Regions from separate parts of the Zea mays genome. Here region 1 is linked to region 2. Evidence: chromatin contacts called from public Hi-C data. All regions are on one chromosome and are shown on one strand. The core of a region is the stretch at or near the end of the contact, and the rest is flanking DNA. Distances in the headings are between cores, read along the strand shown.

Region 1 (7,493 bases), core at 851-3,350, 95 kb before region 2:
AGCAACTGATGCCTCCAGAACCTCTGGAAGCAAACACCCCCTGCCTCACTTCCCCCCTCCTGAACCATTCCCATAGCAAGACACAAGAACAATATATCCCCCCCCCCCCGGGCCGTTTGCGTCAAGAAAAACATTTTTCCAAAAAAATGAAAATAAATTATAGAAACAAAACTGTGACCAAAGGTATCTAAGTTCCATATTGTAATAAAAAAACATGAAAGGGAAACACAAATACAGTAAAGAGGTGAATAAAAGCACAAAGAAAATGAATTAAACCTTTGTAATAAAAACAATACACAAACCTTGCATCTTTATCAAATCCAAAGCGAGCTCCAAAGTAGAATGCAACAGACAGGAGCCACGCATCACTATGAACTGCAACTAGAGACAACCAGTCTTTTTCAACCATTCCATCACGGGCAAAGTTTATGCCCAGTGCTGGTTCTGGAAGCTCAGGAGGTACTTCCTCAGCTGGAAGAGTAACCTCCCAAGTCTCATTTGGCAAACCATAAAGGCACAAGTTCTCTTTCTCTGGCATAAAAAGGAAAGAAATATGTCAACAGGACAAAACAAAGGAAATGGAATCTGATATGTTCACGTCACTAGTTATGACATGTTACTGAACATCAGTAGACAGCAGAGCAAGGATGCTATTAAAAAATGTTAATCAAGTAAAACAGATGCTGCAATGATGACTAGAAGCCACTTTACTCATAACTGTTTTCCATGAATGTATGTCAGGATTACTTGTGGACATTGAGCAATATTAGGCCAGTCACCATTAATGTCTGCATCTGACTTTTATCTTGTCTCCACTTCACAATTCTTCATACAATTTGTAATTCCTTCTACTAACATATATTACTTCTCATTCTTTTTTCATTCACAGGAGGGCAACCTGGAAAAACCAGGTTACATGATATATCATGTCAAAAGCACTACATCAATTTTGCTAGCTTTTATAGTTTTAACCAGATTTCAATCCTCACAGCAGCAGTAACAGATTGTAGCTCAAAACGGCATCTATCTGAGGGTTTAAATGAATAGGCCCATGGTAACCAATGACAATGAGTACAATTCAACTCTACTGAGGCTGCAACTTTCAGCAAATACCGACATACACCAACATGAGCCAAATGATCGTGTGTCCCATCAAGTGATACTGCACTGTGATTGGTCAATCCCCTTCATTATGCAAGGTACATGGTTTGTTACGTACAACCCAAGCATTATGCATGTAAACGGAAATGCAAATTGGTCAATCCCCTTTATTATGTAATGTACATGGTTTTTTTTACGTACAATCAAAGCATTATGCATGTAAACTGAAATTCAAATGACCGCAGCTGGAGCATATTATAGGACTTTAAATTACATAACCATGCCATTTACCAAGCACTTCCTTTAATTGACGTACTCATCTACGCAAGTTTCTTTAGCTTACGGCCTTGAATTGATGATCTTAACAGATTGGAGGGTGAGATCAATTACAGAATAAACTTACATATCTGACAAAAGTAAAGGGCTAACAATACCACTATTCGTCCTTAAATAATCCGACGAATCTCTAAACGGCAACCGGATCGAGCTCCATAAACAAACGCCGGATCGGCATATAGTGAAAGGCGAAGCTTAGCTCGAAGATAAGAGCAGTACAGACGGACGGGAAAAAAAAGAGGGGAGCAAAGTCGGGCGCGTCACCTGGATCGCACTGCTGATAGAACTTCTCCACATCTGCGCGCACCACGGAAGCAGCTGTAGCATCAGAGAAGCATCCACAAACCAAGAGGACAAACAGGAGGAGGCAGGAAATGCGTGAGACAAGCTGACCCGTGGTGAGTGCCTTGACGATGCCGGCGCGGCGCGCGCGGAAATCGCGGAAGACGTCCTCGGGGGAGCGCGCGTGGTGGTGCACCGCCGCAGCGCCTTCTCTGTCGCCGTCCATCGCTGGCCACCGTGTCCCTTGGCTAGGGTTTGGGGAACCGATGGTAGCAGTGGTGGTGGTGGACTGGTAGTGGAGGGAGCAGAAGAGGATTAGAGAAGACGAGAAGCGCAATACCGCGAGACCGTAGGCCTGCGAGGATTTCAGAGGGGCAATTTGGGAAAAGCGGAAACCACGAGGTGCTCGTCGTCCAAAACATGTTCCAGTTCGCTTTCAAGCAAGGGGCACTGTGGGAGCAAAACTGCAAAAGGATAGTGGGCCCGTGAACTGGGCTCGGCTTTCCGCGCACTACAGAAGCTAGGCCAAGATTAGTCATGGACCCACCTTGCTGATCAAGATTGGCTTGACGGACGTGACGTGATTGGGCCGGTTTTTTTCACCAAATCATGGGCCGCATCTACTGAAAACGAGCCCATTTGAGTTGTTTTCCATGTTCCACTTCCCTTGCCGGATCCGGCTCCTCTTCTTCCGTCGCACTCGGTTTCGTGTTCCACACTTCGCTTTCCGGTTCAGCGAGACTGCTGGGCAATCGTCGGTTCGTCACTTCAATCAAGTGGCGGAGGCGACGGAGCCTGTACTCCTATTAGCAGAGCTCGTGCTCCCACCGTGCCCACATCGCTCTCAAACTCAAAGGTCCATGCTGCTCGCCCACCGTACTCGGACCATCGTCTATTACACGGATTGGGGGCATTCGGTTGGGTTGATTCGATGTGTGCAGTGTGCGCTCTTTTCTTTATGCAGGTGTGGAGGAAATATTTTTGGAGTTTTAAAATTAAAACCATGGTACGAAAAATACTATAATATTTCCTTTGTCCCAAAATAAAATTCGTTTTATGTTAAATATGTATTTATTAGTTAATCTGTGAATGTAATTTGCACGTATATCTGTATTTATTATTATTAAAATGAATGTGGACCAAAAAAACCTAGAAAGAAACATATTTTGAAACGAAGGTAGCATATTTATTGATAAGAGGTGTTTGGCTATCTCGTAAAAAACTCTAGTTATAATGTTATGGTTTTATAGATACCATGATATTTTTGGAGTATTTAAAACTCCACTCCAACCTAAATATTTTATATATGGCTAGCCTTGCATATGTATACTAAATATTATGGTTTGAAATATTTTGTCTCCAAACACGTATTGTTAAGAGTGATGTTAAAAATACTACAGTTGTGTCATGACATCTTAAAACCGTTAGTATTCCAAAACTATTTAAAAATATTAGTACAATTGAAAGTCGCCTAGAGGGGGGTGAATAGGCGAAACCTGAAATTTATAAATTTTTAACACACTAAAGGCCGAGGTTAGCGTTAGAATTATATTCAAATCCGAAAGATTGTTTTTCTTGCTAAGAGTTGCTCAAAGGATGCAGATGACGTATGGGAGCGAACTCAAATCAATACTAGCAAGGAAACGTTAGAGAGAGGAGAAAGGGCAAACAAATCAAACGAGAATCAAAGCGAGTAGACACGGTGATTTGTTTTACCGAGGTTCGGTTCCAAAAAACCTAGTCCCCGTTGAGGAGTCCACAAAGGCCGAGTCTATTTCAACCATTTCCCTCTCTCTCAAACGGTCACTTAGATCGAATGAGACTTTTCCTTAATCACACGGGTCACTAAGACCCCGCAAGGACCACCACACACTTGGTGTCACTTGCTTCGCTTACAAAGCACTTGAGAATAAGAATGAAAAAAGAAAAAGGTCAATCCAAGCAATAAGAGCAACAAAAGAACACAAAACACCATCTCTCAAGTCCCTAATGGAATTGAGTTGATTTAGAGGCTTGGAGAGGATTTGATCTATTGAATGTGTCTTGGAGTAAAGTATTTTGATCTTGCAATGAGTGGGATGTTCAGAATACTTGGATGCCAATGAATGAGGTGGTTGGGGTATTTTAGCCCCCAACCACTTCCTAGCCGTTGGCAAGGGCTGCTGGCGATGGGCGCACCGGACAGTCACTGTGCACTGTCCGGTGCGCGCCACGTCAGCGCAACCGTTAGGATTCAGAGCAGTTGACCATTGTAGACGTTTGTCTTCTTACTGCACCGGACAGTCCGGTGCCCTCTGACTTCTGTGCTCTGACTTTTGTCGTGGCACAGTTCACCACTGTAGCTCTGCACAGTCGACCATTGTCACGCAGGGAGCCGTTGCTCCGCTGGCTCACCGGACAGTCCGGTGAATTATAGTGGAGCGCGCCTGGCAGAAACCCGAGAGTGGTCGGTTTGCTGGCTGTCTCGGCTGGCGCACCGGACACTGTCTGATGCACCAAATTCTAGCACACTCTAAGTCTTGCTCAATTCTTTGATTGAGTCCCTAATTGAATTTCTTTCTTGGTTTGTGTTGAACCTTATGCACCTGAGATAAATGATATCTAGACAAACTAGTTAATCCATGTGATTTGTGTTGTACGTCAACCACCAAAATCGATTATATAAAATGGTTAACCCTATTTCCCTTTCAACAATACCTGTGCGTTGCAATGACAACGAATTATTTTATAAAATATTAGTGCATAACGATTATATAAAAAAGAAAAACACATATATTATCATATACTTCAATAGCATAAATTGTTTTAAAGGGTTAGAAATCTAGAGTCGTGGAACAAATAAGTCTTTCATGCGGCATATATGTTTTATTACGAGAAACAATACTAATTACTAACTATTTCACCGGAAAGACTCGGTTAACTTATTTGATCTGGCATTCACAAGACAATTTGCATGTTCAGTCTGCAATATTTTAAGCTTATTTCTCAGTTAAGTGAGACATGTTTTTCTTTGCCCTATAAGAAGGCAACGGTAAGTGTCGGATATCATAATTAGTGGGATCATGCCCCTAACCATATCCGGCACCTGAGTACCAGGAAATCATAAACCGGAAAACGCTCCCCCGAGGTCACGCATGGTCTAATCGTGATTCGCCCGAGAGACCGCTCAACGGCTGCTCAAAACTACACCTCGTCCGAGCCTATCCTCGAGCAAAGGTTGTGCCTGTGTGGATCCTGGACTCGCCCGAGGGACCCCTTTTACGGAAAGAAATTTCTGCCTCGCCCGAGGGCATCTCGGACGAAGGCCAGCCTTGAGCCCGGCCTCGGCCAAAGTTCTCGAGAACCATGAAGATGTGCACATTAAATGCAATGATACAAATATCTGCTCCATGTGACACCGCATTCAATAGAGGACGATGGGACCGTGGTCCCATCTACTTTCACCGACTACGATGATGCACCGTGAATACCGGACATTGCTCACCCGCTCTGATCACTGTTCTCAACTCCAGATGCGACATCTAAGCACGGCCCCAGCCTCGAGAAAGAACTCCGCCTCGCCCAAAGTCGCCCTCGACCTCAGGAGGAAACTCCGCCTAGCAGTAGCCACCAACTCCCTACGAATCCCGCAGGAGACCACTTCAACTACTGTTTTGACCACTCCACTGCACGACTGTGTGTCCCGCTTTGCGCTTTAGGCTAAAGTATGCGGGAGAGAAATTCATCAAAAAAACTCAAGGAAAAAGACCAAGTTTCAGATATCTCACGATAACTTACTCGGGCCGAGACAGGCCTAGCCTCAATGGCCCCATGCTCCTCATGTCGTTGGTCCCTGAGGCCGGCGCTGGGAGTGGGTCGGTAGGCCGCTCCACAACCTCCTCCTCCTCGACTGTGGGGATAGACTCCGGCACAACAGGCGTCCGCATCTCAGGCAAAGGTGCTAACATCTCGAGCCCGAGCACCGGCGCGTCCGGACCAACGTACAGACCCATTGAGGATGGTTCGGACCAGAGCCTAACGTTGGGACTGAAGCCAAGCCGGATCTCCATCCCCTCATCGTCGTCATCATCGTCGGCGGCGGCGGAGATCGTGCTTGGGAATGGCTCCAGTGGCACCCCCTCCCTCTCTCGCGCTCGGTGGCGCCTCTCGAGAGCATTGCAAGCCACCTTTTTCTCGCGAGCTCGCTTCTTCTCCTCGTCATTCTTCCTCTTTTGCTGCTCTACAGCCAACCTCTGTGTCGTCTGACCAGCCGGATAAAAATATCCCTCACCATCTGCTCCAATCGTGTACACACCTCCATAAACAACTCTCTATTTTCCATACACCATAATGGTAGCCACAAACGGAGCAAAGAAGTACACCAGTAAATGACTGGCAGAGGAGAAGAACTTTTACCATTAAAAACCAAATCATCTCTACATAGCTAAAGCGACCATATCAAGGCCATCGCTCCCACCCAACTGAGAATCCTATGCTTGTTATCTATCCCTTGTAGCCAGTTACCAAACATATTAACAACACTACTCGGAGGGTAAAAATTGGAAGTCGTTTGGATGACTGACCATACAGAACTGGTAAAATTGCATTGGAAGAATAAATGTTTGATTGTCTTGTCATGGTGACAAAATACACATTTTAGACTTCCAATCCAATTTCGCTTGGCAAGGTTGTCCTTTGTGAGGATAACCCCTCTTCGAAGGTACCATACAAAAATTAAATTTTTAGTGGCATCTTCAATTTCCAAATTTTGTGATTATTGTCTACCTGTCGGGGACCATAATTAGGGGTACCCTCAAGACTCCTAATTCTCAGCTGGTAACCCCCAACAGCATAAAGCTGCAAAGGCCTGATGGGTGCGATTAAGTCAGGGATCAGTCCATTCGAGCAACTCGATCACGCCTCGCCCGAGCCTAGCCTCGGACAAGGGCAGCCGACCCCGGAGGATTTTCGTCTCGCCCGAGGCCCCCCTCCAACGACGAACATATTTCCGGCTCGCCCGAGGCCCTGCCTTCGCTAAGAAGCAACCCTGACTAAATCGCCGCACCGACCGACCAAGTCGCAGGAGCATTTAATGCAAAGGTGGCCTGACACCTTTATCCTGACGCCCCCCCCCCCCCCGGCAGAGCCGAAGTGACCGCCGTCACTTCGCCGCTCCACTGACCGGCCTGACAGAAGGACAGCGCCGCCTGCGCCACTCCGACTGCGGTGCCACTTGACAGAGTGAGGCTGACAGGCAGTCAGGCCCTGCCGAAGGCACCATAGGAAGCTCCGCTTCGCCCGACCCAGGGCTCGGACTCGGGCTAAGTCCCGGAAGACGGCGAACTCCGCTCCGCCCGACCCAGGGCTCGGACTCGGGCTAAGTCCCGGAAGACGGCGAACTCCGCTCCGCCCGACCTAGGGCTCGGACTCGGGCTAAGTCCCGGAAGACGACGAACTCCGCTCCGCCCGACCCAGGGCTCAGACTCGGGCTAAGTCCCGGAAGACGACGAACTCCGCTCCGCCCGACCTAGGGCTCGGACTCGGGCAAAGTCCCGGAAGACGACGAACTCCGCTTCGCCCGACCCCAGGGCTCGGACTCCGCCCTGGCCTCAGCCGACGACCTCCGCCTCGCCCGACCCAGGGGCTCGGACTCGGCCTCGGCCATGGAAGACAGACTCGACCTCGGCTTCGGAGGAGCCTCCACATCGCCCAACCTAGGGCGCAGGCCAGCCACGTCAACAGGAGGCGCCATCATCACCCTACCCCGAGCTGACTCAGGCCGCAGGGAACAAGAC
Region 2 (7,603 bases), core at 4,351-6,850:
TTTCAAAGAATACTTTTGAGGGGAGTGGGAGCCCTAGTGTCGCTGATTTAGCTAGTAAATCTGCTTGTTCGTTGTCTCCTCTTGGGATATTTTTTCACTGAAAAATCTTCGAAGGATGCCTTCATCCTTTGGACTATGTCAAGATACTTTTCGAGCTTCAGTTGCTTGCTTTGCTGCTTTTATCAACCTGTCCTGTGATGACTTGTGAATCAGATTTAAGAACTGCCCTTGTTATCCGCATTGTCCTAAGCTTTCGAAGCCCCAAAAGGACAGCTTCGTATTCTGCAATGTTGTTTGTGCATTTGAACTCCAATCTGGCTGCATAGCAGGTTTTGATTTTAGATGGTGAAATTAGAATAGTGGCTGCACATGCACCAAAAATTCCCCATGCTCCATCACATAATATTGTCTAGGCTTCGATATCTATTAGGTGTCCTTCTTCATGAGCCCCTGACATCCAATCGACAATGAAGTCTGGTAGTGCTTGAGATTGGATCGAGGATCTATGAACAAAATCAATGGTGAATTCGTTCAACTCTGCAACCCATTTGCCAACCCTTCCTGTAGCTTCTCTGTTTCTTATGATGTCCTTTAGAGGTTGAGACGAAAGTAGGATGGTGTGGTATGACTGGAAATAGTGCCGAAGCTTCCTGGAGGCCATCAATACATCATACAGTACTTTCTCCAAATCTGTGTAGTTTCTTTTTGATGGACTTAGTACTTTGGAGATGAAGTATATTGGAACTTGTTTCTTTGCTTGTTCGTCTTGCTTCTCTTACACCAGCGCTACACTAACTGTCGCATGGGAAGATGCTACATACAATAGCAATGGTGCTCGTGACGAAGGTGGAGTTAAAGTTGTTAGCTGTATAAGATATTGTTTCAAATCTTCAAAGGCCCTTTGTTGATCTGTCCCCCATTGAAAGACTTCAGCCGACTTTAATACTTCGAAGAATGGCAAATTCTTTTCTGTTGTTATTGAAATAAATATATTCAATGACGCCAGTCTGCCTGTCAATCTCTGAGCACCTTTCCTTGTCTTTGGTGGTTCCATCCGAAGTATAGCTTCTATTTTGCTTGGGTTAGCTTCAATCCACTTTGTTGATACTAGACAACCAAGAAACTTTCCCTTCTTCACTCCGAAGATACATTTTTTCTATATTTAACTTGAGGCCAACCTTCCTGAAGTTGGCAAATGTTTCTTGCAAATCAGCAATGTGGTTTTCTTGCTTCATGCTCTTTACTATGATGTCATCAACATATGTCAAAACATTCTTGCCGATCTGAGTGTGGAGAACTTTGGAAGTCATCCTACTGAAGCTTCCTCCAGCGTTCTTGAGCCCCTCAGGCATCCGAAGATAGCAATAAGTTCCATTAGAGGTTATGAAGCTTGTTTTGGGCTCATCTTCCTTCTTCATCCAGATCTGATGATAGCCTCAGTAACAGTCTACCAGGATCATGAGCTCCGAAGTGGTTGCCTCATCTATTAGAGGGTCTATTCTTAGCAAGGGGAATTCATCCTTCGGGCAGGCCTTGTTGAGATCTGTGAAATCAATACACATTCTTCACTTTCCATTGGCCTTCTTTACCATCACAGTATTGGCTAACCATTCTGGGTATGTTACTTCTTTGATCACTCCAGCACTGAGGAGCCTTTTAAATTCATTTCTTGCACCTTCGGCTTTATCATCTGACATCTTCCAAAGCTTCTGCTTCCTTGGTCTGACAGTTGGGTCTACATCGTGAGAGTGCTCTATAACATCTCTATTGACACCACAAAGATCATTGGCTGACCAAGCGAAAACATCCTTATTATTGAAGCATAGACTTTGGGACCCAAATAGAGCTTTTTCTTGTTCCTCAGATAATTGGGACCCAAATAACACCTTCTATTCAGCTATGTCTTCACACAAAAGCATAGACTTTGGTTGATCGGCTGAAGCACTTTATCTCTTATGTATTTATGCTGTTGGTGAGCTTCGGCTTCATCTATATTGTGAATGGCCCTAGAATCTGTCCAATTCCCTTCGACTCTTCTAGCAGCCTCTTAGCTCTTCCATGCAAAACAATAGGACCCTGATCAGATGGTATCTTCATACACAGATATGCTAGATGAAGTATTGTTTCGAAAGCATTCAATGTCCCTCGTCCATTGATTACATTATAATGATAATCTATGTCCACAATGTCAAATACAACTTGCTCTGTTCTGGTGTTGTGGACATAGCCGAAGGTGATTGGCATTGTTATTTTCCAAGTGCCATTATCTGTTTTCCTCTGAAACCACACAGGGGGTGTGTTGCATCATGTATTTTGTCATCCTGCTCTCGCATTTGTCTGAAGGCTTTTGCGAAGATAATGTATGTTGCACAACCCGTATCTACGAGGATATTGTGAACCAAGAACCCTTTGATAGCACATGATATGACCATGGCGTCATTGTGAGGGTAATCTTTAAGCTGAAGGTCTTCTTGAGAAAATATGATTGGTATATGAGACCATTTGGACTTGATGAAGGGTCCTTGCACTCTGACATGTTGTACTCTTCTTTGTGCTTCCTTCTTCTGCTTCTTATTGGCTGGTTTGGAGCTTGAACCGCTTGTGATCGGGAACACCAGCTTCGTGGCCGAAGGTGATGCAGCTTGATCACCTTGTGAAGCCATTATCGTGGTCGTGAAAGTGAGTTCACCGAAGGTGGGCGCCAATGTTGGTCACATGTTCTCAACTACTATGAATCAAGAACAAGACAACATAGTTGTTAAACATTAAGGACCTTCGTCCTTCGAAGCATTATCTCCTTTCAGATATAATGATCTCCAGACGAATGTCATGAAGAACATGTCTTCATCATTCATAAAAATAAGGATTTATGTGCACGAAATATAATGTACATTCACATATTTATTCCATAATAAATGTATAAACATTATCAAAATATATACTACATTGATACCTTTGGCTTGTTTGAAGGTGATGACGCGAAAGCAATTACAGTCCGGCGTGAACAGTACGAGGGTACTGTTCACCTATTTATAGGTACAAGACGCAGTCCGAGTAAAAATACATTTATGGCCTTAACATGTACATATGATCCTAATACAAAACATCAGGATTAACTAGTCTTTTCCTCTCCGACTCAACATTATGCTTGACCTTCATTGTCACCTTAAGCCAAAGCTATCAACCTTCGGCTTTCTCACACATGTTCGTTGTAGCTTTGGCATTTGATCTTATCGTTTACAGACAATATCTTTGTCTTGAGGACCTTCGGCAGAGAAGAAGACCCCCCAACACCAGGCAATCTACAAGTTGATCCTTCGACATTGGAGATAAACCAAGTTCAAGCTTCGGATAACCCATGTTATCCATCATTTCCGGCAAACGTCTATCTCTTTATTGTTTGGCAGGCAGTATAGGTAATCATCTTCGTCATTTCCTCCATAAACCAAAGATCCTCGAGGATACTTCAGATCCTTTGCATAATATAGCATTTCGGCAATTTGTTGTTTGGATAAGTGTTTCCCCGGAGCATGGCGAACAATGTATCCAAGATCGCCAAGAGACGCCACTTCGGGTATTGGTAGTGCTATCCTCTTTGGTAGGCTTTCAAATTCTTGTTCTAAAGGTTTAGATTTCGAAGGTCTAGCTTTAGCAAAAATAGCAGGAGCAGCTTCGTCAATAGTCATTTTCAACTCCTCAGCCTTGTCTTTGGAAATCTTTGTAGGAGTAGGCGTCGCCACCTTTGTGGGCCTCAAAACAGCGTCTAGCATGTTTGCCATTCTTTTCCCTTTTTTAGGAGTTCCCGCTGGGACAATTGTTGTCTTTGGTTGTTCTTGTATCTTCGGCAGATCTGGCATCTTCGTCTCCATGACAGATTTAGACAATTCAGTAGAGGATTGCTTGATTTCCTCTTGCCCCTGTTCAAAAATTTCAAAGGATTTAAAAAGAATGCTAGCAGGGCAATTTAAAGTTGAAGCTAAAAATTGTTACCTTCGAAGGTAAATCACTCACGGTCTCAGTAGCTGGCAAAGCGGGCAGCTCTCCTGTTCTCTTCGAATAATATGTTTTTGACCGATGAGTCAGAATCTTTATTTTCTTCTGCTTTGGCGCATTAGAAGAAGCTTTTAATGCACTCTTCCTTTTTAGCCCCCTCTTCCGAGCAAGGAAGAAGTAATCAGGGTAAATAAGCCCAATAGCATCAAAGACTCTATTTAATCTCCTCTTTCCTCGGGTACCAAAAATAGAATTCATAGCTTCGTCTTTAGCTTTGGTGTAGGCCCCTAATAGTTCATCACTTGTTGCTTCGATGGCATCAAGCCAATCATCGTCTGGCTCACCAAATTGATTTATGTACCGATAAGAATACTTCAAATGAATTAAACTTCTTTTTCTAGCATTCTGGCTTGTATCAGCACCAGCATCCTTTGGCATTTCCCATTCGGCAGTCAGGGGCCATACCTTGAAAGCTATGTCGTCTTGCACTAAGTCTATAGTGTCGATGTAGCTGCACACAACATTGAACGCTGCTAGGCAGACTTGAGATTTTTTTGTATTCACGATAGTTGGTCTCTTTAACCCGAAGCTCGATTGCATGTGCCACTGGATCACATCCTTCACGTCGTTCCTTTAACTTAGGTCATTCTTCACATAAAATCATTGCTTCATCCACAAACCTGGCCATTTATTATGAAAAGTTGGCACAGGATATCGGACATTTGATCGATACACAAAGGTGAAGCAACCAAAGTTGTTGTGATATTGTTCTTTTCTAGTGGCCTTCGTCTGATAGGATAATTCATGAATATTATAGAAACAATCAACATCTGGTTCTAGCCCTTGACTCTTATGGCCTAGATGAAAATTCAGATTTTTATCAAAGCTTCAGGTGTAAGCTGATGAAGAAAGATTTCAAACTTTTTCAAAACTTCAACCAACATCTTATGCAAAGGGAACCGCAGCCCAGCTTTCATGAAGCTTTGGAATACCATCACCTCATTTTTCTCAGAGAGAGGAATAATGTTTTCACCTCCGATCCTCACTATAGATACATCATGAAAATACTTTCCCTTCATGACCTTCATTGTGTAATTCTCTCTATACAACACCTTCATTATAATTCTCTCTGAAGAACCGAAGGTGCAATTGTAAAGTTAATTTACAAAAAGGGGAATACGTTATTGATATATCTCAATTGAGCTATTATGTTTAAACTCGTTTATACTCCTTGCATATTCATTTATTCATATTGATAAATCATGATTTATTCACCTAACAATTAACCTTCATCTCCAAAGGAATCACCCCGAAGGGATGACTTCTTCGTGACAAAGGTTGTCTATCTTTTTAATATTATGTTGTCTTGTTTTTGATTGTGTATAGCAATCGATAAAGAGTGATCAACAGCTATGCCACCTCTCGTCGCCCACTGCCTGTCGTTGTATAGTTACCCGTTACCGCAACCGCTCGCCGCTGTAGAACCATCTGATGTGTCCGCCTAACGTATTTCCGTCCATTCCGCCTGTCCGCTGTCAGCTGTGCCGTGAGCCCACGCTACTGCCAGCTGCTCCCGCCCCCTGTCGTATGGTTATCCGTCGCACGAGCAAGGGTTGTGGGTGCGGCCTTGCATCTTGTACGATCTCGGTCTAGTAAGCAGGAGAGGGGACATCAGTGGGCCATTGGGACTTGGGCCACTGTGTCGTGGTTTGTGGAGACAAGTTTCGTATTTGAGAGTTGAGGCATTGCATTTGGCCAGATAATATTCGGGTAGTAGGTCGGATATATCCGATAACATATCCGGATATCAATTGTATCATATTCGTATCTGTTATCTAAAGTTAAATATTTGTATCAGAATCTAAAATCCAGATATATTGCGGATATCGAAAAAACTATCCAACCGAATAATTAGACTCTTCAGACGATTGGATACTCGGATAATATTTATACCATTTACACCCCTACATGTATGGTTGCTGGTAGCTTGACGCACGACGCTTCCTCGCCTTCCTGTTCTGGGCTGCGACACAAGCGACGAGGGTGAGTAAAAACATATTATATACTTTTTATTTTATATAAACAATTTTTTAATACACATTAAGTGTTTATTAATAATATATATACACATTATATTTATGTCTAACAATTATTATTAGAGCCGCCTCTAAAATGTCAAGACAGTCAGTGTGCATATCTATCCTATGAGCTACAACTTATACCTAAAAGTACACGCGCAACTAAAGAATATAGAAGGCGGCCTCCAGCGAAGACTTTATGTTCACTTCGAATTAAAGCCAGTTGTACACTGTAGAAGCAGTACAAGCCGGTACGGATTAAAGCCATTACAAACTGCATGTATTTCTACAGTTACCGAGGCAGCAAACATGTAATAGTCTTTTGCATGCTCGAGGCAAAAGGATAGTGATTAAAAAACAAGGTAAATAAAAGAGAGAAAGCGTGACAAGAAGACATGAAGCATATCATCCTCCGTGTTCTGATGATGATAAATAAAAAAAGAGAGAAGGAATCAAAAGAAGAGACTCGACGAAACGAGTCAACACTCAACAGTCATCCCATCCAGCAGCAGTCTTGGCTTGATTCCCGACTTGACCCCCGGCATGCCGGCCGCCGTGCAGTGTGGTGCACGCACTGCACTGATGCCAATAGGATTGCTTTGTCCCCCTGACAACTGACAGCACACCACCCGGCAGTCCAGCCGGCACGCAGAAGTTAGCCGTACGCGCTCCGTCAGAAACAACAGGAGACCACCGAGACTCCGGTCAAGTCAGCTCGTGCTATTGAGGATCCACTCTAGGCTTCAAATTTTGGCACAACAGCAACCAGTACAAAAGATCTCTATTTTAACTTGCCGTTTCAGTTATCGCACGACAATAAAAAATAAATAGATAGATCCAACTTAAGAAACCACCAGTAGAAACTTATTTCTACTAACAGTTCTCTTAACACAATCACCAGTGAAAATGGACTATTTCCCTGACGGTTGGTGTAAGAGAACCGCAAGTGAAAATAAGCTATTTTCATTGGCGGTTGTGTTAAGAGACGGAAATAAGTTTCCACTGACAGAACCACCAGTGAAAATAAACAGGTGGACAAGATATGTAACACATCGCTGGAAGGGGAGAGCACGAATAGTGGTCACCGACACCCTATAACCGCGGTGTGGTGCTGGTAGAAAGCAAGCGCCTGGAGCAGATTTCCCTGGGTGCGTTCTTCTTGAAGTTGTTTATTGGTTGCGCCCAAACTTAGCTCCTTTACTTTTTTGGCTTATCATTATTAGTACTTTACATTGGCCTGTAAAGCTTATTTAAATATGCATCGTGTTGCACAACATCTTAGTGCTTTGTTAGATTCGAGTTGCACAACAGCATCTTCATGCTTTGTTATTTTCAATATGTAAACACATGGGGATTGTTTCGATGGTACCATTAGCCAAACAACATTAGAAAAATTGGTAGTCATATCTCCACTGTCCAAGCAACATTGTAGTTATGGGTAGCCATCATCTTTTGCATTCGGATTGTTAGAATCATTGACCAACTTGGAAGTCATCACTATCGTTGATCACCATGGCCACCACTCCTGGGGA

The links. A called contact is a pair of places that touch in the nucleus more often than the background predicts.
Region 1: a Hi-C map of ear shows a contact between it and region 2, with 2.6 times the contacts expected there. The contact joins the promoter of LOC100283532 here to the enhancer-like site in region 2. A contact is called at or near these places in 4 of 25 Hi-C or Micro-C datasets (ear, leaf, tassel and 1 more).

What each region holds. Positions count from the first base shown.
Region 1 is chr4:125,434,226-125,441,718 of Zm-B73-REFERENCE-NAM-5.0, reverse strand. LOC100283532 reads right to left here and starts at 2,100. Exons shown (of 5, transcript NM_001156432.2): 1 at 1,831-2,100; 2 at 1,702-1,734; 3 at 303-531. The coding sequence starts at 1,945.
Region 2 is chr4:125,342,693-125,350,295 of Zm-B73-REFERENCE-NAM-5.0, reverse strand. No RefSeq gene overlaps it. Among protein-coding and RNA genes, the nearest start is that of LOC100273397, 63 kb to the left of the region's middle. Within about 2 kb of position 5,600, at least 14 of the 20 cell types and tissues checked have an H3K27ac peak or open chromatin away from gene starts, as enhancers often do. A contact at or near this core is called in ear, leaf and tassel, where this site is marked.